Linked DNA regions of Mus musculus: regions 1, 2, 4, 5, 6 and 7 are each linked to region 3. The links are chromatin contacts, called in public Hi-C, HiCAR-type, HiChIP or PLAC-seq and promoter capture Hi-C maps. All regions are on one chromosome and are shown on one strand. Each heading gives the region's core, a stretch centred on a gene start, on an enhancer-like site or on the middle of the called end of the contact. The rest is flanking DNA. Distances are from core to core; before and after follow the strand shown. Region 1 overlaps Smarcad1 (SWI/SNF-related, matrix-associated actin-dependent regulator of chromatin, subfamily a, containing DEAD/H box 1). Region 2 has its middle 110 kb from the start of Qrfprl. Region 3 holds the start of Mad2l1 (MAD2 mitotic arrest deficient-like 1). Region 4 has its middle 19 kb from the start of Hpgds. Region 5 has its middle 40 kb from the start of Smarcad1. Region 6 holds the start of Atoh1 (atonal bHLH transcription factor 1). Region 7 has its middle 21 kb from the start of Smarcad1.

The links. Promoter capture Hi-C pulls out the DNA fragments that hold promoters and counts their contacts. A called contact is a pair of places that touch in the nucleus more often than the background predicts. HiCAR-type assays count read pairs that join an accessible place to other places. HiChIP or PLAC-seq counts read pairs in DNA pulled down with a chosen protein or histone mark.
Region 1: an H3K27ac HiChIP or PLAC-seq map of embryonic stem cells shows a contact between it and region 3, with 20 times the contacts expected there. The contact joins the enhancer-like site here to the promoter of Mad2l1 in region 3. A contact is called at or near these places in 16 of 39 promoter capture datasets (the 3T3-L1 cell line, 3T3-L1-derived adipocytes, the C10 cell line and 12 more) and 12 of 115 datasets of contacts at active chromatin or transcription factors (the NIH/3T3 cell line, acute myeloid leukemia, astrocytes and 6 more).
Region 2: a promoter capture Hi-C map of embryonic stem cells shows a contact between it and region 3, with 4 times the contacts expected there. The contact joins the enhancer-like site here to the promoter of Mad2l1 in region 3. A contact is called at or near these places in 6 of 39 promoter capture datasets (embryonic stem cells, hippocampal neurons, liver and 2 more) and 2 of 115 datasets of contacts at active chromatin or transcription factors (both in embryonic stem cells).
Region 4: a Hi-C map of bone marrow-derived macrophages shows a contact between it and region 3, with 7 read pairs. The contact joins the enhancer-like site here to the promoter of Mad2l1 in region 3. A contact is called at or near these places in 5 of 39 promoter capture datasets (cranial neural crest, embryonic stem cells, frontonasal cranial neural crest and 1 more), 1 of 484 Hi-C or Micro-C datasets (bone marrow-derived macrophages) and 5 of 115 datasets of contacts at active chromatin or transcription factors (embryonic stem cells, extraembryonic endoderm stem cells, large pre-B cells and 1 more).
Region 5: an H3K27ac HiChIP or PLAC-seq map of embryonic stem cells shows a contact between it and region 3, with 7 times the contacts expected there. The contact joins the enhancer-like site here to the promoter of Mad2l1 in region 3. A contact is called at or near these places in 9 of 39 promoter capture datasets (the 3T3-L1 cell line, the HPC-7 cell line, cranial neural crest and 4 more), 8 of 115 datasets of contacts at active chromatin or transcription factors (bone marrow-derived macrophages, embryonic stem cells, extraembryonic endoderm stem cells and 2 more) and 1 of 9 other capture datasets (embryonic stem cells).
Region 6: a HiCAR-type map of astrocytes shows a contact between it and region 3, with 8 times the contacts expected there. The contact joins the promoter of Atoh1 here to the promoter of Mad2l1 in region 3. A contact is called at or near these places in 3 of 39 promoter capture datasets (embryonic stem cells, hippocampal neurons and pre-B cells), 1 of 484 Hi-C or Micro-C datasets (embryonic stem cells) and 4 of 115 datasets of contacts at active chromatin or transcription factors (astrocytes, embryonic forebrain and embryonic stem cells).
Region 7: an H3K27ac HiChIP or PLAC-seq map of extraembryonic endoderm stem cells shows a contact between it and region 3, with 11 times the contacts expected there. The contact joins the enhancer-like site here to the promoter of Mad2l1 in region 3. A contact is called at or near these places in 13 of 39 promoter capture datasets (the 3T3-L1 cell line, 3T3-L1-derived adipocytes, the C10 cell line and 9 more), 1 of 484 Hi-C or Micro-C datasets (bone marrow-derived macrophages) and 9 of 115 datasets of contacts at active chromatin or transcription factors (embryonic stem cells, epiblast stem cells, extraembryonic endoderm stem cells and 3 more).

Annotation. Positions count from the first base shown.
Region 1 is chr6:65,059,455-65,062,739 of GRCm38.p6, reverse strand. The region is part of intron 5 of Smarcad1 (SWI/SNF-related, matrix-associated actin-dependent regulator of chromatin, subfamily a, containing DEAD/H box 1); the gene reads right to left. Among named protein-coding and RNA genes, the nearest start is that of Smarcad1, 19 kb to the right of the region's middle. Within about 2 kb of position 1,494, at least 15 of the 459 cell types and tissues checked have an H3K27ac peak or open chromatin away from gene starts, as enhancers often do. A contact at or near this core is called in embryonic stem cells and stem cell-derived epiblast-like cells, where this site is marked.
Region 2 is chr6:65,269,350-65,272,819 of GRCm38.p6, reverse strand. No RefSeq gene overlaps it. Among named protein-coding and RNA genes, the nearest start is that of Qrfprl, 110 kb to the left of the region's middle. Within about 2 kb of position 1,844, at least 3 of the 459 cell types and tissues checked have an H3K27ac peak or open chromatin away from gene starts, as enhancers often do. A contact at or near this core is called in embryonic stem cells, where this site is marked.
Region 3 is chr6:66,533,587-66,537,287 of GRCm38.p6, reverse strand. Mad2l1 (MAD2 mitotic arrest deficient-like 1) reads right to left here and starts at 2,067. Exons shown (of 6, transcript NM_001355624.1): 1 at 1,689-2,067; 2 at 1,184-1,330. The coding sequence starts at 1,761.
Region 4 is chr6:65,162,523-65,165,761 of GRCm38.p6, reverse strand. No RefSeq gene overlaps it. Among named protein-coding and RNA genes, the nearest start is that of Hpgds, 19 kb to the right of the region's middle. Within about 2 kb of position 1,496, at least 30 of the 459 cell types and tissues checked have an H3K27ac peak or open chromatin away from gene starts, as enhancers often do. A contact at or near this core is called in bone marrow-derived macrophages, where this site is marked.
Region 5 is chr6:65,001,110-65,004,445 of GRCm38.p6, reverse strand. No RefSeq gene overlaps it. Among named protein-coding and RNA genes, the nearest start is that of Smarcad1, 40 kb to the left of the region's middle. Within about 2 kb of position 2,060, at least 11 of the 459 cell types and tissues checked have an H3K27ac peak or open chromatin away from gene starts, as enhancers often do. A contact at or near this core is called in embryonic stem cells and trophoblast stem cells, where this site is marked.
Region 6 is chr6:64,727,836-64,731,061 of GRCm38.p6, reverse strand. It overlaps Atoh1 (atonal bHLH transcription factor 1), which reads right to left and starts at 1,937. Exons shown (of 1, transcript NM_007500.5): 1 at 1-1,937. The coding sequence starts at 1,739. The coding sequence ends at 684. Gm35851 (a long non-coding RNA gene) reads left to right here and starts at 2,201. Exons shown (of 3, transcript XR_377731.4): 1 at 2,201-2,501.
Region 7 is chr6:65,020,248-65,023,814 of GRCm38.p6, reverse strand. No RefSeq gene overlaps it. Among named protein-coding and RNA genes, the nearest start is that of Smarcad1, 21 kb to the left of the region's middle. Within about 2 kb of position 1,679, at least 28 of the 459 cell types and tissues checked have an H3K27ac peak or open chromatin away from gene starts, as enhancers often do. A contact at or near this core is called in embryonic stem cells, epiblast stem cells, extraembryonic endoderm stem cells and 1 more, where this site is marked.

The sequences.
Region 1 (3,285 bases), core at 245-2,744, 1.5 Mb after region 3:
CGCATCCACACACACAAACATAAATAAATACACACACAAATCAAAATAACAGGAATTAACAATTGTTGGTCATTAATATCACTCAGCATCAATAGATTCAATTCCACAATAGAAGCACAGGCTAAAAACTATACAATGGAAAAAAGAAAGCATCTTCAACAAACGGTACTAGTCTAACTGGATGTCTACACGTAGAAGAATGCAAATAGATCCATATTTATCACCCTACACAAAACTCAAGTCCAGGGGCTAGAGAGGTGGCTCAGCAGTTAAGAGCACTGACTGCTCTTCTGGAGGTCCTGAGTTCAAATCTCTGCAACCAAATGGTAGCTCACAACCATCCGTAATGAGATCTGATGCCCTTTTCTGGTGTGTCTGAAGACAGTTATAATGTACTTACATGTAATAATAAACAAATCTTAAAAAAAAAAAAATTAAATTAAAAAAAAACTCACGTCCAAGTGGATGAAAGACCTCAATATAAAACCAAATACACTTAACATCATACAAGAGAAAGTAGAAAATACCCTTCAATATATTGGTGCAGGAGACAATTTCCTGAACAGAACACCAATGGTTCAGGCTCTAAGATCAACAACTGATAAAAGGGAAACATCTAGAAACAGAAAAGCTTCTGTATGGCAGATTTCTGAGTTTGAGGCCAGCCTGGTCTACAAAGTGAGTTCCAAGACAGCCAGGGCTACACAGAGAAACCCTGTCTCTGTGTAGAAAAAACAAAAACAAAAAAAGAAGTTAGACACCAACAACCCAAATAACCCAATTAAAAATGGGCTACAGATCTAAACAGAGAATTCTCAACAGAGGGATCTTGAGTGGGAAAGAAGCACTTAAAGGAATATTCAAAGTCCTTAGTCATTAGGGAAATGTAAATCAAAACAACTCTCAGTTCCCATTTTACACTCATCAGAATGGCTACAATCAAAAACTCAAAAGATAGCACATGTTGGAGAGGATGTGGAGCAAGGGCAACACTCCTCCACTGCTGGTGGGATGGCAAACTTGTACAACCACTTTGGAAATCAATTCAGCAGTTTCTCAAAAAACTGGGAATAGTTCTACCTCAAGACCCAGCTATACCACTCCTAGGCACAAAAGATACTCAAAAATCCCACAAGACACTTTGTTCAACTATGTTCATAGCAGCTTTATTTGCAATAGCCAGAAACTAGAAACAACCCAGACATCCCTCAACCAAAGAAGATATAGAAAATATAGTACTTCTACACAATGGAATACTATTATTCAGCTATTAAAAACAAGTACATCATGAATTTTGCAGACAAATGAATGGAACTTGAGAATATCATCCTGAGTGAAGTAACCTAGATAGAACCAAAAGTATATGCATGGTATACACTCACTTACTGTAACCTCCCCCAGCCTGAAACAGGCTGATCCAGACTCTGACCTTGCAGCCACTAAGGAGATTACCTGAGGTGGAGCCTTCCTGCCTAGATGGCTCTATTGTTCTGCCACCAGCCACTGCTCCCCCAAGACACTGCTACCTGCTGAGAGGCCGCTGAGGTATTCTGGAGGCTACACCCTATCCAGCAGCTGGTTCCAGGCTCCAAGAATGGATTGGGGGGGGGGGGGTATGGCCTCCCCCACTTTATAAGCACAGTTTGCTATTAAACATTAGAGCCTTGATCAGGAACCTTGACTTGGCTCCATTATTTCTCTTGACCGCCTAGTTTCTGTCTTTTCAGCCTCAGTTTGCCTCCCAGGAGTAACCCCGGTCCATGTGAGCCACGGGCCAGCTCCCAACAACTTATAAGAGGATATTAGCCATGAAATACAGGATACACACATTACATTTCACAGACCCAAATAAGCTAAACAACAAGGAAGGCATAAACAAGGATGCTTGAATCTCACTTGGAAGAGGAATAAAATAGTCATAAGAGGCAGATCAAGGGTAGGAGAAGAAATGGGAAGGGGAATCAGGAGTTCAGGATCAGGTGTGGGAATGAACAAGAAAGATGGCTAGATGGCCATGAAAATAAGTAGAAATCTGCAACTGATAGGAGTAAAAGGAGGGAGGGCATCTGCAAGATGAGACAGAGGTCTGGGATAAGGGAGGCACCCAAGAATCAATGGGGGTGACCTTAGCTGTGACTCACAACATTGGGGATATGGAACCTGAAGAGGCCACCTCCTATAGCCAGGCAGGAAACCCAGTAGAGTGATAAAGACACCAACTTACTCACAAAATTTTCAAACCATAATTTATCCTGTCTACAAGTAATAAGGGTTAGTGCAGAGATTGAGGGAATAGCCAATCAATAACAGGCCCAACTTGAGACCCATCCCACAGGCAAGTACCAATCCCTAACACTATTAATGATACTCTGTTATGTTTGCAGACAGAAACAAGTTGTCCTCTGAGAGGCTCCACCCAGCAGCTGATTCAGACATATACAGATACCCACAGCCAAACAGTGGATGGAGCTTGGGGACTCTTATGGAAGAACAGGAGGAAGGATTGCAGGCCCCCAAAAGGGTTTAGGAACTCACAGAGTAAACTAACCTGGACCCTTGGGGCTCTCAGATTCTGAACCATCAACTAAAGAACATACATGAGCTAGACCTAGGCCTCCTCACATATGTAACAGATGTGCAACTTGGTCTTCATGTGGGTCCCCAACAACTATAATGGCAGCTATCCCAAAACCTATCCTAAAACCCTTTGTTGCCTGTCTATGGAATATGTTCTTCTAGCTGGGCTCCCCTGTCTGTCCTCAGTAGGATAGGAAGTGCCTAGCCTTGCGGAGACTTTTAGTGCCGGGGTAGAGGGATACCTAGGGGGGAACCCCACCCACTCAGAGGATGAGAAGAGGGGAAGATGGGGGAAGGATTGTGGGAGTGGGTAACCAGTGGGGGGCAGTGAACAGGATGTAAAGTGAATAAGTAAAAATTAAATTTAGATTTAAAAAAAGACACAAGCTAACAGGATGGACGCGAAAACTGGATCCAGCATTCCTTGGCATACAAGAAACACACCTTAGGAACACAAAGATAGACATAACTTCAGAGTAAAGGGCTGGAAAAATGTTTACCAAGCAAAAGGACTCAAGAAGCAAGCTGGAGTACCCATTCTAATATCTAATAAAATAGACTTGCAAACAAAAGTTGTCAAAAGAAATGGAAAATGACACTTCATACTCAAAGGGAAAATCCATCAAGATGATGTCTCAACTTTGAAGATCTATGCCTCAAATGCAGGGACAGTCTTTGACTTTGTTGCCTGCTATTGACTTTCCTTCC
Region 2 (3,470 bases), core at 595-3,094, 1.3 Mb after region 3:
TTTGCCTGTTAGTAGGTAAGTGCTATACCACTAGGTTCATCCTCAGTCCAATATGCTACAATTAATTAATAAACAAGGACTTGCATTGAGCAAGCTAGGTCAAGCATTTAAAGATGCTTTTGAGGTATTGAGACAACATTCAATTAGGGACCTTCAATGCTCCTCAGAGCACACACACAAAATTACATGCTTTTCATTAACAATTATCCTCAGGTGATAGACAATTCCAGCTGATATGAGTGTCTCCTAGAGTGGAACCCACTTACAAATGGAGATGTGTAACGATGATTCTGAAGACTTGTATCTGGAAAATCACATCAATACCTGCAAAAACAAAAACAAAAGCAAAAGTAAAAACCAGATTTACAATCAGACCTTTCCAGCAAAGAAGAGGAAGGACAGGGAAGAGCTGTGAGTTTGAATACCTTTAGGATCCTGTGCAGCCAGACAGTGGTAGCACACAGTTTTAATTCCAGCACTTGGGTAGGATGCAAAGGCATGTGGATCTCTGTGAGTTCAAGGCTGGCCTGGTCTACAGAGTGAGTTCCAGGATAGCCAGGGCTATATAGAGAAACCCTGCCTTGAAAAACCAAACCAAAAAGTAAGAAAGAAAGAAAGAAAGAGAGAGAGAGAGAGAGAGAGAGAGAGAGAGAGAGAGAGAGAGAGAAGGAAGGAAGGAAGGAAGGAAGGAAGGAAGGAAGGAAGGAAGGAAGGAAAAAAGAAAGAAAAGAGAGGAAAGAAAGAAAGAAAGAAAGAAAGAAAGAAAGAAAGAAAGAACAAAAGAAGGGAAGGAAGTAAAGGAAGGAAAAGAAAGAAAAGCAAAGGAAAGGGAAAGAAAAGAAGAGAAGAGAAGAGAAGAAAAGAAAAGAAAAGAAAAGAAAAGAAAAGAAAAGAAAAGAAAAGAGAATTCTGTACAGTTCTGAGATGGTATCTTGTATTCAGTGAACTGACAAAAACTAAAGGCACATTTCTTTCAGTTTATAAATAAGCAAGTAAGTATATAGGTAGGTAGGTAGGTAGATAGATAGATGATAGATAGATAGATAGATAGATAGATAGATAGATAGATAGATAAGGAAAGAAGGAAAAAGAGAGAGAAAGAAATTTTAGTTGAATTTTAGGGGGAAAGTAAAAGCAACCACAAGACCATGACTTACCAAAAGATGGCCAACGCCTTAGGGAAATGTGCCAGGAATGGGGACATCATCAAAATCCAGAGACAACTGACTTGCCAGTTCAGTAAGGCTGTTCTCCAGAGACCCTTCCATTCAGTGATGAGGACTATCTCAGTTTAAAACACTGGGATACAACTGCTATGCATATGCCAATTCCTATGAATGAAGCCATCTCAGTTTCTAACTAAACTATCCCATTTTTGCCTTACTAGCATCACAAAACTCCAAGCTTCAGGATTTTTCTAAAGCAAACAGCTGTCCTCTTTATTAACAGGTTCTGCACTCATGAATCAAAAACATTAGGGGAAACTGTCTATCTTGAACATGTGCACCCAGTTTAGATAGTGTTTACATTATATTGGTCTTATAGGAATATAAAGATGTTTGAAAAGGATACTTCTAGGTTATGTGTAGATATCTTGCTGTTTGTAACAGACTCACCATCTGTGAATTGTGTATCTAAGGACATCCTGTAACCAGTCTTCAAGAGACTCTGAGGAAGAAACATACCAAAGAACACCCCAGTCAATGGACTAGTTGCTTTTTGTAAAATAGAATACATTGCACTTAGACATAAATTTTCTAATGAACTGTTGGGGTGACCTGCACCTGCACATAGTCTATCAAATGGCTATGTGGGTGTGCTCCTGTTTTTTCAAATGTTAATAGCTGTGCAGGCAGAGGTAAGTACTGGCAGGATACTTAGTATTGTCATTTCTATGGTCCATTACCTGCTTCCTACAAGTAAACGCTTTTCCTTCTTCACCCACTCACTCACTCAATTGATGATTCTCTGAGATTATCATGTTAAAAAGCAAGCTGCCACAGTGAAGGTCACATAGCCCTCAATGCCAAAAGGCAACACAGATTGGTTTAGACTAGATAAATAAGGAGTGTGATTTTTTTTCCAGAATAAAGACCTGGTGCCTGGACCTGGGGCAGATCCACAGGACAGAAGGACAGAAGCAGGAGACAGAAGCATGGCAAGAAGTAAAGCAATGGGATTCACATGGAGAGGTGCTGTGGCAGGGAAGTTGGGTTGAGTCTAGTGGGATAGCTGCAGAACTGCCCCAGCAAACAGGCCAACAGCCTTATACTATGCAGATATTTATGAGTCTTTATTCTTAAATCCCAAACAGGACCCCCAAAGCCCAACAATAATGAGCAATTTTATTAACTTCCTGCCATGTACTCAAGTGAAAAGTTACTCAACGTGTACTTAAGACCTTTACAAGAGAAAAAAAAAAAGGAAGAAAGAAAGAAAAAACTAATATAAAAATTGAGACAAAATGTGTTTTTGGCTTTAAAATCCACAGTGGATTGCTATCTATTTGTATAATATCCAATCTAGTAGGTATAAGGTGATCTCTTTGTAGATTTGATTTGCATTTTTCTATTTATAGAAGTGTATTTTATTTTGAGATTTTGTTTTGAGACAGGGTTATACTATGAAGTCCTGGCTGGTCTGACACTCACAGACTCGCCTGCCTCTTAACTCTCAAACCCTGAGGTTAAGTGTGTGAGCCACTACACCTCACTAGTTTTAGGTCTTTTATTTAATCCATTTTTTAGTATATATAAATATATATGGGTCTATATCCTTTCTTCTGTTTTGGGATTGTTATTTTAAGGAATGTCTATGGAACATTGACAAGGCCTATAATTCAAGCTCTTTAACTGTCAATGCTATACAACCTAGAATCATTTAGGAAGAGAAACTCAATTGAGAAATTATGTAGATCTGGTTAGCTTATGTGCATTTCAAGGGAGGATTTCTCTTGATTGTTAATTGACCTAGCCCACTCTGGGCAGCACTACTCCCTAAATTGGACCCTGAACTCTATAAATGAAGAATCTAATAAGCAATGACTCAAGGATAGATGTGTCACTGAAAAGCCCATTTCACCATGCATGACAACACATGAAAGCTGGATCCAGAGAGTTTCCTGTATAGCTTGCTGGTAGCTTAGCTATGCCTGCTCTCTCCAGCAGTTGTTGCCCTGGTGGAAGAGTCTTGTGAGTCTTGTAAGCTTTGGAGACTTCCAAAGTCTTAACATTTTTGTTTATTTCTTAAAACTTGTAAGTTTGCTTTACTGCCTGAGTTAATGAGCCTCTAACTAAAAGTAATATTTCAATTTAGAGGAAGTTGCCAGACAACAGAGATCTTTCTGTTAAACTGTATAATCTTTAATTAAATTTATTATGCTTCATTGTGTTTAGTAGATAGATCCCATAGAAATAAATGACTTGTTAAACAGTTACTTTTTCTATTATAAGTGACTTTGTCATCTTAAT
Region 3 (3,701 bases), core at 818-3,317:
CACAACAGAGACACTATAAGAGCATAAAAAATCGGACTACTCTGGTAGGTGAGGGAAAGATTAGTTTTTACACTAACTGTACAAAGGAGAGGCAAATACAGGTTTTAAATGGGAAGGGCATGCATGCACGCCTGCACACACACACACACACACACACACACACACATGTATATACATGCATACATGGGCAGACTAATTGAAAAGTAAATTCTTTTCAATAAAGTAAATAAATTACATAATTATGAAAAGTCAAGATGCTATGTCATATAAAATCTTACAAGTTAAATTAATGAAACTGTACTTTTAAGAATCAGGAAAGCCACAACTGTGTTTTGGACAGAGTGACCAATTAGCCTTGTGTTTCTAAACTATCATCCTTGCAAGTAAGTGAGCTGCAGGGGGTAAAAGGATCCACAGATACCAGAATTCAAAGCAGATCTTATGCTTAAAAGCCCTGCCGTTTTTGCCTGTGAATTCATATCCAACCTGCACAAGTGTTGATGAATACTCTACTATGGATACAAATAGCAAGGCATGTTTAGAAGTCTGGCCTTAAACTGGACACAGTGGCAAATGCCTTTAGTCCCAGAACTTGGGAGTAGAGCCAGGCTGATCTTTGTGAGTTCAACGATAGCCGGGTCTACATAGCATGTTCAAGGACAGCCAGAGCTACATAAAGAGACCTGTCTCAAAAGCAAAGCAAAACAAAACGGCCTTAAAGACAGATGCCAAGCTAACCATGTTCAGGTGGCCACCAAAAGGCCATTTTAATACTGAAGTTAACAAAAAAAGCAATAAACACTGTTAATGAATTTACAATTAAAACAAACTACAACACCCTTTCACGTACAATAAAACTCAAAGAGAAAAAAAGGCAGTTGCAATGCTTTTAGAATTGGTATTTTGTATGATTTCATTGGGAGCTACAAAGCAAAACACAGAATGGCGAAATCCTTTTAATCGGGTAAAATTTCCAATTTGCTGCAACTGGTTAACCTACAAAACCCACTCTTAAAGCAGCTTAAAGATTCCTAACATCAAGACATTCAGCCTACTTAAAAAGAGGTGGGGATTCCCTCCATTGCTTGCTTCCTCCCAGTTGAGAATGACATTTGAGAAGGCATGTTGCTTTAAGTTACTTGGGACACAAACCTGTAAGATCACACACTGAAAACGTGATTACCTTTTAGCTGTTCCACCACATTATTGAGATACTTTATGAGCTCGGGGTCAGTAGTTGTAAGCAAGGTGAGTCCATATTTCTGCACTCTAGTAAAGGTTTCCGACGGATAAATGCCACGCTGATACAAAATGCTGTTGATGCCAAATGCTGAAAACGAAAGAAATAAAGCCGTAACCGTGTAATAACGTTTAAGTCTCCCAGAAAGCAGAGTAGGCACAAAAAGACACGGAAAACCTTTAACCCAGCAATGTCCAACTTCGCAGGTTTGCTAAGTGTAAATACAGAGCATGTGGTCAGAGGATGTCAACACAGACCCCAGCTTTCAGAGAGCGAGTAAGATGATGACCCAGGTCAGCCCCGTTAGGTTCCAGGAGGCCCAGGCCTGCGCTGGGTGGTGCAGCGTTCCCCGCCCCCGGGAGGATCCGTGGTTCCGTCCTAGCGCGCGTCCTAAGGCCCGGCTCAGCCTCAGCTCTCTCTGGCGGCGGGGGCTGCGCTCAGCACTCACAGAAAAACTCGGCCACGATTTCTGCGCTCCCACGCAGGGTGATGCCTTGCTCTCGGGCGAGCTGCTGTGCCATCACTAGATCGAACGGAGAACACTACCAACCTCACCGCAGACGGCGCCCTAATGGCTTCTAAGCTATTCCCCGCCACCCGGTTCAAAAATAACTACGCAGCCCGCCGGTTGCTCGGTGCGCAGGCGTAATGAGCCCTAAGCCCCACCTACGTCGCCAGTTTCCGGCTGGCTTTGTAACTCCGAATCCCTCCCTAAGGCCGCCTCAGGCTTCCGTTTTGTTCCCTAAGCCCCTCCCACATTAGAGAGCCGGGTCTCTTCAACATTCCGCTCCACATCGGCTCTTCCGCCCTATGCCCAGTTGCACCACGGGTTAAAGCCCCGCCCAAAGCGACTTGTATCCGGCCCTGGCTCCGCCCTCGCTGGCTGACCGAATGAGCAAGCGCAGAGTGGTTGGGGCGTCTTGTTCCAGGTCCTGGTGACCTACAAGGTCCGTACTGTGCAGGACCTCGGATGAGGTGACCTAGAAGCGGCCCAGAGATGGTCCTGAGATTACCTGCCTGTCAAACCCGTGGTCTGAGCATCCCTGAAGCATGGTCTCAGCTTCGAGGATAGTTTCAAGTCTGGGAGAACCTGGTTTTTGGTTTTGTTAAATATGATGAAGGGAACTAGGTGGGACAGAAGCTTAATGATGCTTGTCACCAAGTAGAGAAGCGAACCCCTGCAAATTGTGTACACACACACACACTAATAATCATTTAGTAATGTCTTTATTTTTCTATACTACATAGATTTTATAAGTCCACAAAGGATTTAAATGATAGAGACACTTGATTTCCTTTTTTTTTTTTTTTTTTTTTTTTTTTTTGCAATTAGCTTGCTTTTAAGTTTTTAGTCATATGTACTTTCTTTTTGATCGTTTAAGGCCTATACCAGAGCATGTACGATTACATATGGGATTCATGCTACAGTTTTAATATTGTACAGTAGTATTGTGTCCAGGAGATGGCACATCTTCCAACTATGCTAAATGGTTCTAACTCTGGTACTCAGACTGCATTTTGAAACCAGTTGACTATTAGAGATACTATCATATGCAGGTTTAAGAAGATGGCTCAGTGGGTAAGAGTGACTGCTGTTCCGAAGGTCCTGAGTTCAAATTCCAGCAATCACATGGTGGCTCACAACCATCTGTAATGAGATCTGACGCCCTCTTCTGGTGTGTCTGAAGACAGCTACAGTGTACTTATATATAATAATAATAATAATAATAATAATAATAATAATAATAAATAAATCTTTGAAGAAGAAGAAGAAAGAACAAGGAGAAGAAAGAAGAAGGTTTAGAGCCTGAACTAAACAGATGCCAGGGAAGTTGTATAAACAATACATCAGAGAAAGAAACTGTGACATATGAGGAGGAAAGAAATGGTGGTATAGATAAAAGTGAGGTACTAGCTCTTTCTTACCAAACGGTGGTTGGACTTAATCTAATTTATTTCAGAAACATTAAAAGATCTGGAATCTTTGATGGTTGATTTCTTTCCTATTTCCTTTTGACTGCGTGGTTTAACATTACCTCTCTCCCCATTTATTAAAAGCAATACTATAAAATACTTGAAAAATTCTCAGTTTCTCATATTTACTTTGACTCACAATTTTGTAGACTCTTGCTGTGTATTATTTAGGGTAAGAATGTTTGAACAGGGAGGAATAGAAATTGACCCCCCCCCTTGGTATTAAAATAAGTATTTTTTTTTTCTAAATCTAGAAGCACATAAAGTTTGAGGCTGAAGAAATCCATTAATGACTTAATCAAATTATAGTATAGTAGATCTAGAGTGGTTGCACAGTTAATTCAAGATCCAGTTTTTAGTTAGTGGCAGATTTATTAGAGAATGTATACTCCCTAGTTTAGTCTCCTTTTATAGCATATTTGTTTGAAAAATGCAAATGAGATTCCTTATTGTTGTGGTTATGATTTGAGAAAAAGTTTACTTGATT
Region 4 (3,239 bases), core at 247-2,746, 1.4 Mb after region 3:
GAGAGAATAGGATTTCTAATGCAGAAGAATGCTTAATGGCTGAAAAAGGGAATCTTTACTACCAAATTTGATCATTATACATTGTCAACATAGAGTCAAATTACTACAATGCAGTAATAAAGATGCATACATTTTTAAATTTAAATTAAGAAATCAAAATATTTACATAGTACAATTTATAGTTCTAGCTCCAGAGTCCATTGCTTGTATGAATATTAATTGAAAAATGGATTTCTTTCTTTATTGAATAAAACTCCTCACTGAGGCAGAGGGCATGGAACAGTGGGGGAAGCGAGCAGATTGGGCCCAGGGAAAGGGGTGGGCAAACTCACCCTGCAGCCTATTAAAGTGAGAGGCGCTGCAATCTCAGCAGCATGAAGAGGAGTTTGTCACTGGGATGGTAATCCCTGTGCTCTGTTACAAGTCACTTCAGTCTTACAAATCTCATTTACGCCTTGTCTGGCAGGTGGTGTCTCCAAAGGACAACCTTCGGCCATTTGTATAACGTCCACAACTCCCTGGTCTCCTGACAGCTCTGGGTTTGCTCTCCAAACTGGTAGGAACTGGAATTGACACCAACAGCTTCCTGTGGACTATTTTTAAAATGTGCCTACTGGCTAAATGTGAAGACTTCCCAAAAGCAGGCCCTTTGTGCATTTCATAAACTGACTCTCCATGGTTTAGAAACAGCTCCAGTTTTAAACTTTTCTTTCTGTGTGTCTCGGGAGTATGAAGAACCAAATAACTCGAAGCAAAATTGTGTCTTTTGGGGGGAGGGGGGCAGGAAATTATTTCTAGAATGGCTTTGTTCATTATTTACTGCATTTTTTTTTACTTGCAGGAGTGTGTGTGTGTGTGTGTGTGTGTGTTTGTGTGTGTGTGTGTGTTTGTGTGTGTGTGTGTGTGTGTTTGTGTGTGTGTGTTTGTGTGTGTGTGTGTGTGTGTGTGTGGTGTGTGTGTGTGTGTGTGTGTGTGTGTGTTTGTGTGTGTGTGTGTGTGTTTGTGTGTGTGTGTGTGTGTTTGTGTGTGGTGTGTGTGTGTGTGTGTGTGTTTGTGTGTGTGTGTGTGTTTGTGTGTGTGTGTGTGTGTGTGTTTGTGTGTGTGTGTGTGTGTGTGTGTTTGTGTGTGTGTGTGTGTGTGTGTGTGTGTGTGTGTTTGTGTGTGTGTTTGTGTGTGTGTGTGTGTGTGTGTGTGTGTGTTTGTGTGTGTGTGTGTGTGTGTGTGTGTGTGTGTGTGTGTGTGTGTGTGAAGTCAAGCCCTGGCCTTTGAAGGACATGGTAGCAAGCATCCAGCCACAGAGCCACAGACCTGTCTCTTCCTTTCTTACATAAGCTGTATGCTTTCGTAGTCTTGTCTAACTTTGTTTGCTAGGACTTAAAATTTCAACTTCTGCCTTAGAATTCTTTCACTGGAAAATTCTGTTCTCACTAGACCCCGGTGCGGTGGATCCTGCTGTGTGGGTAGAAACCAGGATATCCTTGTTTCTCTTTTTGTAACAAGCTTCCTCTCTGTTTCTGGCTGCTCGGAAAGTAGTCTTCGAAATCGTGTGTGTTTGCTGTGGTAGTAAAATGGTGAGCAGGAAAGCCTACTGAAGGGGGAAAATCCTGAAACCCACTGCACTAGATAATCATTTCCCAAGCACATTAATGTAGTCATAATAGCAAGGCCCCTGAAGGCTGCCTAGCTGCTTCCAGCACTGCATCTGCTGCAGGATGCTCATCAGATCTTGGCAAACTAAAATAGAGAGTGAGTGTCAGACATATAAAAGAAAGGACGGCAGCAGTACTGTAGAGTCCTGTAAACCTCACACAAATTCTGAGGCTCCAAAATTGTCCTTTTTCCTCTGTATTTCATGAGGAAAAATAAACCTCTTCAGATTATTTTCAGAATATGTAAAAATACACAAACATCCAGGCAGTTTTAATACAGTTTCCCTTTTGCCTCTTTCATTCTCCCTTTCCTTTCTTTTCTTTGTGGTCCCAGGTAGACAGTCAGACCCAGGGCCTCATGTATGCTATGCAAGCACTCTATCTCTGAGCTACATAGCCAGCCCAGTTGCCTGCTTCTTAGTAAATTATGGGAAGCGAGTTCTCATTTTCTTCTTTTTCAGGTTCAGAGTAGCAGGTCTCATGTTGAGAACCCTGGTTTGGTTGGAGTGAGGTTTTCTGCAGGGTAAGAGATAAGGACCTAGTTTTCATCCTTCTACACATAGCTATCCAGTTTAGCCAACACTGTTTCTTGATGATTTCGTCCTTTCTCCAATGTGTACTGTTGAACTCTTGGCTGTAGGAGTGGAGCTATATGTGGACCTTGTATTTCACTAGTCAATGTGCTGGTTTTTATGCAAGTACCATACAGTTTTTATTGCTGTATTTCTGTAGTAAACTTGAAGTCTGGGATGGAGATACCTCCAGCAGTTTTGGTTTGGTTTGGTTTGGTTTGGTTTGGCTTTCAGTTGGTTGGTTGTTTTGTTGGTTTTGAATCTTTATTTTCTACTATACTGTTTGGGAATTCTTTGGCTATCCTGGAACTGACTGGCACAGGAAAGGACTTTCTGACCAGGACCTTAGCAACACAAGCAGTAGGACCAACAATTTACAAATGATGAAGAAAATATCCCATCCCAAAATCAGGGCTAGAAAACCTGCTACACACGAAAAAACAGAAAGCAGCCAACTCTCAGTACAAGCACTGGAGATCAGGGGGTGCAAAATAAACGTGCAACCTTGACTAATTTCCTACTGCAACTTTGAAAAGCAGTTTCTGTGCCTGGTGAAGCCATCCCTCTGCCCCGCTCCCACTCTCAACTATACAACCTTATTCTCAGACCCTCCCTTGTGCCTGCTCCTATACCCTGAGATACCCAGCCACAGGGTTTGGGAATGCCAATGCTCTTGCCACTTTGAGGTTAAACTGAGCCTACTCTTTAATTTTCCTTAGCTGACTTATTTCTTGCATTTGGTGCCAAAACCCAGAAAGGGCTTCCTGACAGGCCAAGCCCCACTGGGCCCCTTCCTTCCCCAGGAGCCCTTTTCCATCTTCCAGTTCTCAAATTTCTTTCATCTCCTAAGAGACACTTAACCGTCCATGCTCAGTATGAGGTCATCCCATTTGGGCCCACAGCTTCTAGCAGCCTTGCTGCCCTGTGACGGGAGTATGAGCTTTGGTTAAACTCTCTTTCTCGTCTCGAAGCCAACTCCTGGCATTCAGGAGAGCCACCCTTGCCATTTCCAGGGGCT
Region 5 (3,336 bases), core at 811-3,310, 1.5 Mb after region 3:
TTCTGCCTCAGCTTCTCGAGTGAAACACCTGACTTTGGTGGTAGAAGTTAGAGGTGGTCAGAGGAAATCACCAGCCTCTGAGAATGTTGCTGTGCACATCCTACTTGCACATAGTCGTGCATAGTGATGCTTCTAGCAAGCACACATGATCTGTAATGAGAAGCAAAGGGATGCCATGGTTACACCTGTCTGGATATTCACTAAGGATTATTGATCAGAGGGCAGCAGATATTTGGTCCATCAATTCTCATCTACCTTACTACTAACCAAAATGCTCTTTTTTAAAAAGGACATTTTTTAAAGACAGCATTTCTTGTATGCTAGGCTAGCCTCAAATTTATACAATCTAGACTGGCTTTAAAGTGACTCACTTGCTTTACCTTTTAATTCAGTGCCAGGTTAGATTTGCAGTTGTAATGTTTTTTTTTTTTTTTTTTCTTTCTTTCTATCCCTGCAAATCCAGATTGGGAATTATTTCTCAGAACCCAGCAGCAGCAGCAGCAGCAGTAAGCCTTGCCTGGAGTAATGCAGGTGGTGCTTTAAGACAGCTGACATCTAGACTAAGACCAGGGGATAGGTAGCTGGGTGCCACACATGAGCATGTGTGTGCCTGTGTGTGTGTGTGTGTGTGTGTGTGTGTGTGTGTGTGTGTGTGTGTCTGCAGTTCACTGGAAAGACTTTTCTGCAAAAAGCTGTGGAACTTCACACAGGCTATCACATTAGAAGTTTGCTCTGTTTTGCCTTGGGAAAAGGACAATTCCTCTTTTGCTCCCTTTTCTATAAAAATAATTGTGTTTGTCTGATCTATCGCACATTTAGTTTTTAAGGGGGGATCATTAAAGGTGTAGAAACATAAATGAGATAAAATCTTCATGGAATTAGAGTTAGTATTGGGGGCCCCTGCCACTTGCAGGTGTTGGCTAGGGTGACTCATGCCTGCTCTGCTGTTCTGACTCTAGGAAGGTGAGAACTTAGTAGAAATTGGAATGAGTGGGCTGCTGATAGGATCTACTGCTTTTGTTCTAGAAAGAAAAACAAATCACTTTAAAGGCTGTTGTTGATGTCCAAAATTTTCTATGACTGGTAGTAAAGTTGTTGGCAAATTGCACTGTAACTTGAAACAAGTTAGAAGCACATACTTTGATCTGGAGATAGGTAAAAGAAATAGCCACCTGTAGGCCAGTCAGGGCTACATAGTATCAAAACAACTGCTACAACAACAGCAAGAAATTGTTACCACCTGAGCCTGACAGCAGGAACTTTGTCCAGAGCTGGTGCACATCTTTAACCCAGAGGTGACTCGAGGCAGAGGCAGAGGCAGAGAGGCAGAGAGGCAGAGAGGCAGAGAGGCAGAGAGGCAGAGAGGCAGAGGCAGAGGCAGAGGCAGAGGCAGAGGCAGAGGCAGAGAGGCAGAGGCAGAGAGGCAGAGAGGCAGAGGCAGAGGCAGAGAGGCAGAGGCAGAGAGGCAGAGGCAGAGGCAGGTGAATCTCAGTGAGTTCGAGGTCAAAGTGAGTTCCAAGCAGTCAGAGCTACTTAAAGTGAGCCTGTTTCAAAAACAACAACAACAACAACAACAACAACAACAAAACCAAACAAACAAACAAAAGAGAAGTGTGAAAAACCGAGGAAGCAAAATTTAAATATATATTTGAAACAAGGTCATAACAGCCCAAGCTGGTGTGAACTTTCATTTCTGATGCTCCTGTCTTCTCTGGAGTGCATCTTTCTGGGAAGCCAAGGCAGGAATATGAAGGCAGGGAGTGAAACAAAGACTTTGGCAGAAGGTTGCTTACTGGCTCTGTCCGTTTGGTTCATACACAGGTTTTTCTTCCCGTGAAGAGACAAGAGGACTACTGAAGCTCTTATAAAGAAAAGCATTTAATTTGGGCTGGCTTACAATTCAGAGCTTTAATCCATTATTGTCATGGTAGGAAACATGGCAGCACACAAGCAGACATGGTGCTGGAGATAAATAGCCAAAAGTTCTTTCTACATCTTCGTCTGCAGGCAGCAGGAAGTTTGAGAGACAGTGGGTCTGGCTTGAGCATTTGCAACCTCAAAGACCCCACCCCACCCCTGTGACACACTTCCTTCAACAAGCCACACCTAATAGCCATTCCCAGGTGACTAAGCATTTAAATCTCTGAGCCACAGTATAACTTCAATAAATTCCTTGAAATTTGACTTAAATTGATATAGCTAATCTGTGTTAAGTACCACTTAAGAACGATACTTTGGTAAACTTCGAACCTTCTATTTATTTATTTTTTTATTATTATTCAGATTTGAGGAACTTTCAAATTTTTACATATGCAAGCTGTTTAAAAAGTAGGTAAATCCTCTCTTTAATCCTATACCTCTGAAAGCCTTGAAGGGTTTTACTGCTTTAAGGTGGAAAAATAAAGGTTTCTAGACAGCAAGCAAATGAAGATCTTGGATTAAATACACTATTTTTGTTATAGGTTGATTTAGAGTCTTGGAATTTTTCCTCCATTTTAATTCTCAATGACCTGTTGAACCTGCAGGAAGGCATTTTTTTTTTTTGAGCCTTTTCTTCTCAAACAAAAATGGATTTAAAGCTATCACTCTCTGTGGTGTGTGTGAGGGATGGTTGCGCGTCATTATTTTTGTTGTTGTTATTGTTATTTTTATTGCTTGGGATCAAACGTAAAGCCTCAATATGCTAGGTAACTGTCCATTCACAGAGCCAAGCCTTCACCTTCAGCTGTACTTCCACACTGTTTTTTGTTAATTGTTTTTAACATTTTTTTTTCTGATTGCTATTTTTTGTTTGTTCACTTTGTTCAATTTTTGAGACAGGGTCTCTGTTGTAGCACAAGCTGGCTATGAGCTAAGACTCCTAATACAGCCTCCTGGGTGTGAAGACGAAGTTCATGAACACTTTCACAACCTCAGAGTGTGTCACCTCCACCTCTTACAAGGGTATTTCTTGATTTTAATAGTCACTTTCTCTTTGCTTGGGATTGAATTTGACTAGCGAGCTCTCTTGTCACTGACCTGTAGTGAGCTCTTTAGACACAACCAGTCTCCTTTGTTGTCTTGAAGTGATTTTCTTCTTTCTTTTTTTTTTTTAGAGACAGGGTTTCTCTGTATAGCCCTGGCTGTCCTGGACCTCACTTTGTAGACCAGGCTGGCCTTGAACGCAGAAATCCGCCTGGCTTGAAGTGATTTTCTAAAAAATATTTTGCTGCCGCCAGGCGTGGTGGCACATGCCTTTAATCCCAGCACTTGGGAGGCAGAGGCAGGCGGATTTCTGAGTTCGAGGCCAGCCTGGTCTCCAGAGTGAGTTCCAGGACAGCCAGGGCTATACAGAGA
Region 6 (3,226 bases), core at 688-3,187, 1.8 Mb after region 3:
AATAAAATTGACCAAATGCCTTTGACACTACATGTTTTTTTTTAATTTTCATTTGCAAAAACAAACATTTGCAAAGAGTTTAATGATTATGAGTGGCTGTTTTTAAAATCAAAAGTTGCTCTGCATTGGCAGTTGAGTTTCTTCAAGGCGGCGCAGCGGCCAGTGATGAAGTGCGTGTATTCTGGGTCCGCTAGACACACTGCTGGACACACTTGGTGTCTAAGCTCTACAGATACTCTTATCTGCCCCTGCATTTTAACAACACAATAGTCCGTGTTCAGTAAAGTACCCAATGCGGGTCTCAAGCAGTTGGGGAAACAACTTCATTGACTAACTCCCTTATTTGTGAGTGAGCGCAACACGCAAGGATGAACTCCCAAGGTATAAAATAAGTGAAACCCAGACCAGAGGCAGAGATACGACATTTTAGCAGCATATTGGCAGCATGGACCATGAAACGATGCCACGTAAAGGTACATATAATGATACAGTATCTACATACAGAGGAAGGAGAAGGTAGGAGGAAGGGGATTGGAAGAGCTGCAGCCGTCCGAAGTCAAGTCGTTGCTAACAACGATCACCACAGACCAAAAATTAAAGGGTGCAGGGATATTTGTCACGGGGCTTCCCGCGCGCTAGGAAGGGCATTTGGTTGTCTCAGTTTTCAGGGAGCTGTTGCCTTCCTAACTGGCCTCATCAGAGTCACTGTAATGAGAGTGGGGGGAAAACTCTCCGTCACTTCTGTGGGATCTGGGAGATGTTTTGCTGTTGTCCTCCTGTACAGGCTGCAGGATGCCCCCGGGCAGCGAAGGCGACAGGTCCTTCTGTGCCATCATCGCTGTTAGGGCCCTGTCCTCGAAGGCTGGGAAGTGCAAAGCGTCCAGCTGCACCGAGTAACCCCCAGAGGAAGCTGGGCCTGAGAAGCGAGTCCGGCAAGGCCCGGGCGGGGTAGGTCTCGGGCCCCCTCCCGGGGCTGGCTGAGCCCCAGCTACCGCAGAGGCGCCCGCACCTCCTTCATAGGAGGAGGCGGTGCGAAGGTGATGGTGGTCATTTTTGCAGGAAGCTGTGGGCGGCGGCGGTTGCTCTCCGACATTGGGAGTCTGCAGCAACTCCGACAGAGCGTTGATGTAGATCTGGGCCATCTGTAGGGTCTCATATTTGGACAGCTTCTTGTCGTTGTTGAAGGACGGGATAACGTTGCGCAGCTGGTCGAAGGCGTGGTTCAGCCCGTGCATCCTGCGCCGTTCCCTTGCGTTTGCTGCCAGCCTCCTTTGCTTCTGTACCCCATTCACCTGTTTGCTGGAAGGGGCTCGCTGGCGGCTGCAGCCAAGCTCGTCCACTACAACCCCACCCTTCAGCTTGCACAGCTGTTCCCGTACTTTGACGGGCCCGGGGCTCTTGCTGAGGCCGCCACAGCCGCTTCTCCTTACCAGCTCACCCTGGCTGTCAGCCTCGTCCCGGGGCGCCGCGGCCTCGGAGGCACCCAGCTCGGGAGAATGCAGCAGATACTGGGCGGCGCGTGCCGTGCAGAGGCCCTGCAAAGTGGGAGTCAGCCAGGCGCGTGGGTCGGTGCTATCCAGGAGGGACAGTTCTGCCGGGTAGACGGGAAGGTCTCTCGCCTGCAGGGTAGCAGGTGGCTGTGGCGTCAGCGGCGGGACGTGGTGCGGCTGGGGATGGCGATGGTGGTCCCCCAACTCTTTTACCTCAGCCCACTCTTCTGCATGCAGCAGGCGGGACATCGCACTGCAATGGCTCGGAGGTGCCGTGTTAGAGGAGGTGCTGGCAACCCAGTTCAACGAAGGGGATAAGCCCCGAACAACAACAACAAAAACCTTCCTAGTCTCTTCTGCAAGGTCTGATTTTTTTTCCTTCCTCCTCTGACCCTCCCCCTCTCACTCGGAGATCGCACACCAGGTCGCGTGCAACGAAGCTTCTCCGGTTGCTGAAGGCGCTGCGCCCCTTTAAAAAGCGGCACGCGCCAGTGTATCTCCCCCGGCTCCCCTCCCAGCCCCCTCCTTGCGCCAGTCGCGTGTCTGCCCAGTCAAAGAAGGGGGCGGGCAGGCGCGTGCGAGGAGCCAATCAAAGAGTTTTTACACCCAGTGAAAAGTTACTGTGTGCCGAGGAGTTCAGCTCTGGCTCTGGAAAAAAAAAAAAAAAGAAAAAAAAATTCCCCCTTGTCCCTCTAGTCAGTTCTGGAAATTCATATGTTAATTGTGGGGCTGTAATTCGACTCCTGAGGGTGTCACCTCCCAGGCGACCTGAGTGAGGGGAATGGGGGGTGGGAGGGGAGAAGAAGCGGGCTCCCGGCTGGTGTCCTAGCGGCCCCAGCTCAGATGAGACCCAGGGTAGGCGGCTCCCGGCCAAGCTGGACGCGCCTAGAGCCTTCGGGGCACCAACTGGAGTAGCCCGCCTGGCCTGAGATCCCTCCAAGCCTGGATCACAGCTCTCAAGAAACTCGTAAAATCGCCCATGTGCAATGTGACAGAAATACATATAGAGAGGTGTGTATATAGCTCTTACCTATTGCACATTTAATTTGTAGAAGTGTTAAGTGGCGTCTAATCAAAAATCAGAACAAGGTGAAAACCATTCGCTTCTGGGAACGTATTTCTTAATTTTGACTTTGTCTGCATCTCTTGGTCCACATAGTACTTGGATTTTTTTTCATGTAGTCTTTTTTTTTTTTAATGGAAAGTAAAGCTGCGGTATAGTTATGACATACCAAAATCGGGATTGCCCCAGGAGCCTTTGAGCGTGTTTCTTAGAGCCCGTTAGGGTCTCAGTCTGCAAAAGCCCTTCGCGGAGGATATCGCGCTACGCTGAGCTATCGCAAGGGATCATGCAAACAGTTTCAAAACTCACAGCGTAGGACTCATAAACGCAGAGCCACAGGAGGCTGCCGGAATTAGTGCAAAAGGTCTTTGGGTTCTTTGTGATTCTGGGCATTTTGAAACTGCTGCCTCGGGAGGCCCCGGTTTACTAGTGCGCGTGGCTTCTTGCGCAAACGCCCAGAAACCACAGTCAAACCCACCTGTCCCGCTCTGTTTAGTTAGGGTGTTCACTCCCTCTATAAACCGCTCCCCTCCTACCTCTTTAGCCCTCCGCCTGGTAGTTTACCACAAAGAGCCAATCAGAAACTTCCTGGCTCGGGACACGCCCCAGCTTGCTCCTAGTGCTCTCCAGTTTGGGCTTTCTTCGTCCCTGGGGCACCAGAGTGGGTGGCAAC
Region 7 (3,567 bases), core at 430-2,929, 1.5 Mb after region 3:
AAGAAAGAAAGAAAGAAAGAAAGAAAGAAGGAAAGAAAGAAAGGAAGGAAGGAAGGCAGGCAGGCAGGCAGACAGACAGACAGACAGACAGACAGACAGAAAGAAAGAAAGAAAGAAAGAAAGAAAGAAGACAAAACAACCTAGGTATCTGCTGCCTTTCTGACCTTACTGTAGCCATTCTGTTTTATGCCTGTAGTCAGCCATTTTACATTGTTACAGAGGACCTTTTTATGCCCAAGTTAACCACCAATTGCATGTCCTGTTAAGTTCTATGCTTTGATGTTTTTGAAAATTCCCCAGACCCTCGATTGCCTCTATAACCAATTGCAATAAAGGTCAGTTAGAACTGCTTTGTGTAGTTAGCTACAATAAGTAAGGACCAGAACCAACTGCCACAACTGCCCAGTAGCACTTCCTGCGCCTGGGTATGAGCTTTTATGGTTGCTATGAGCTTTTGTGGCTTTTGTCTTAATAACCTGTCCCTGGGAGACTGTCAGGATCACAGTCTCAGCTGGAGATGCCCGTACCTTGCTTTCAAGAGCATCCGGTGCAGTCGGGGCAACCCAGCCTGGTTTATGGAAGTGAAATTCCGGACTTGATATCCCAACCCCCAGCACTCCAGGCAGTTATCTGTCCTTCGGTTTGACCCTTACAGCTAGGTGGGGACAGGGAAATAGCTCTCTGAGTCTTGGTCTACAGAGTGAGTTTCAGGACAACCAGGGCTACACAGAGAAAACAAACAAACCACTAAGTTGACTTTTTAATCTTTTTACTTATTAATTTTTTTGTATGGCATTGTAGAATCCAGAGTCCTAGACACATTAGACAAGCCTTTGCCACAGAAATGTGTAGCCTTGGATAGCCCTTTGGTGTGAGCGTGAAGACCAAAGAACTTCATCACAATACCAACAGCGACTGCCTTGTTTGTGAAGTATGTCTCTTAACTCTCTAGTTTCCATTCCTTGATTTCTATGAAGGCCAATTTCAGGCCGGAAAGTGGGAGGGATTTTTAGGTTTGGAGGTGCTGGAGCTGAGTGTACCTCAGGGGCTCCCTGGGGTTTAAGTTAAATCTAACATCTTAGCATCTAACTACAGGAGCTTCAAAGATCATTTCAGATTCTGGTTCCTTACAAGTTCCTGAACTCGTGTACCAAGAGAAGGAATAGAAGAGACCAAGGTAAAAGAGAGACTGCTTGGGAAGAATGGGACCCCCCCCCCCAGTCCTGTATGCAGTTTAAATGTGCTTTGCCTAGATAAAGCAAAAAATTCCACAAGAATAATCTTGGCTTGAAAATATACCTGGTAAGTCAGTCTTCTAAATGCTGAAGATAAGGAAAAAATATTCGCAATACTATTTTGATGTTAAATTAATGCCCATGTAATTAATTCTGGGCACGACTGACAAGTTTTTTCCTCCTTTTTTTTTTTTTTTTTTTTTTTTTGGCAGGAGGTTTTCATCTTTTCTTCCTTTTTTACTAATCCTGTCTTAACTTAATTTCAGAAGATTCCTTTAGTTGGAAGGGTGAAGAAAATGTTCTTTGTCTCCTTTATGTGAGGTTGAATCCCCACTTGAAATGCCTAAGGAAAAACTAGGTGAAGAGGAGGTAGGGAGAGAGGCAGGAAAGAGGCTAAAAGGACTTGGTTTTAACAGGCAGACACGTGAGAGCCTTCAAAGTCTAAGAGCTTCTGGAGGGTGGGGTGGGGTCATTCCGGGATTAAGGAGGAAGCGCTCCTGTCACCTTTGAATGTGAATAGCTTTACCTGGGCCTCTGAAACAAAGAGGTTATTGTGTTTCCAAACCAGAGTTCCGAACAAGGACCTGGAAAGCAGGCAAAGGGGGCCAGGCAAGCTTGCCTACCTTACAGTCTGTAGCCTTTTCAAAGTGATCATTTCCTTACATGCCCAAACACAGCTGTCAGGAGTTTCCAGGGCACCACAATTAACAGCGATTTATTTTAAAGCCCAATAGATAGTTCTTTGTTCTTTCGTTCCCTAAATAGATATCAGAGAGACGGAGCCTAGGCCTGAGGTGCCAAGGGTCAAGATTCTATGCAATCAAAGCAACTGTAGCAAGGGACATTTGGGATCTAGAATCAGGAATCTATGGCTAAAGGCATCCAGAGAGAAGGTGAATTTAGTAGTAGTTAGAGAGAACTTGTCCCTCAGGCTACCCACAACAAATAAAGGAAGCGGACATCATATCTGGTTCTTGAAGGAGAAAGGAGTGGTGCCCTTAAGTGTTAGCTACAAAAATTGTATGTGCCTTGGGAAATCAGAGATTTTCCCCCAGGAAATCACAGGTCAATGGGCAGTGTGTCCCTGAAATAATTTAAGCTTGCTTTCTTTCTTTCTTTCTTTCTTTCTTTCTTTCTTTCTTTCTTTCTTTCTTTCTTTCTTTCTTTCTTTCTTTAATTTTTTGAGATAGTGTCTTACTTTGAAGCCCTAGCTGGCCTAGAATTTGCTATGTAGACCACCCACCTGCCTCTGCCTCCTGCGTGTTGTGATTAAAGGTGTGTACCACCATTACTGGTTCGGGTGTGTTACCTTCTACCTTGTGGCTTCTTCATTTGTGATAAATGCTGGAATAAAAGGGAGACAAGCAGTTTCCCTACATAGAATACAGAGGAGCAGAGGAAACAGGTGGCTCACAGTCTTTGAGGTCCACTTTCCATAAGCATCCACCACTTTGTGGCCACACTTCGTACAATAGATGATAAGAAATAAATAAAAATAAATTCTAGGGTTGGGAATGTAGATATGTTCGGTTTGTAGAGTGCTTGCCCTGCTTGCTCAAAGCCCTGGGTTAGGTCTCTGGCACTTCATAAACCAGGCAAGGGGCTGAATGAAGCACTTTCATCTTTTTAATCTTCTCTAATCCAGTCCTCAGGGTGCGGAGGCATCTATCTCTGTGAGTTCAAGGCGACCCTATTCTTCATAAAACATTACAGGGCTGGTAAGACACTGTCTCAATGACGATGATGATGATGGTGGTAGTAATGGTGGTGGTGGCGGCGGCAGTGGCAATGACGATAAATTATTATTGAAAAATAAAAATAAATCACAGGACAGAGAGATGGCTCAGCTGTTCAGAGCATTGCCTGCCCTTCCAGAAGACTTAGGGTTCAGTTTCCAGCATCCACATGGCAGCTAACCATTTGTAGCTCTTGACCCAGGGATATGACACCCTCTTTTGACTTTTGTGGGTACTGTATGCATGTAGTACACAGATACGCATGGTGACAAAAACCTATACACATAAAACACATTAAAAAAAAAGTCTGAGTGTCTTGAGGGACAAACTGCACACGGATCTGCATTTTACATGGGACAATCCCCTTAAAGCAAAAGTATGCTCATGTGCTATTTTTTTAAAGATTTATTTATGTATTATTATATGTAAGTACATTGTAGCTGTCTTCAGACACTCCAGAAGAGGGTGTCAGATCTCATTACGGATGGTTGTGAGCCACCTTGTGATTGCTGGGATTTGAACTCAGGACCTTTGGAAGAGCAGTCAGTGCTCTTAACCTCTGAGCCATCTCACCAGCCCTTATGTGCTATTTTTAA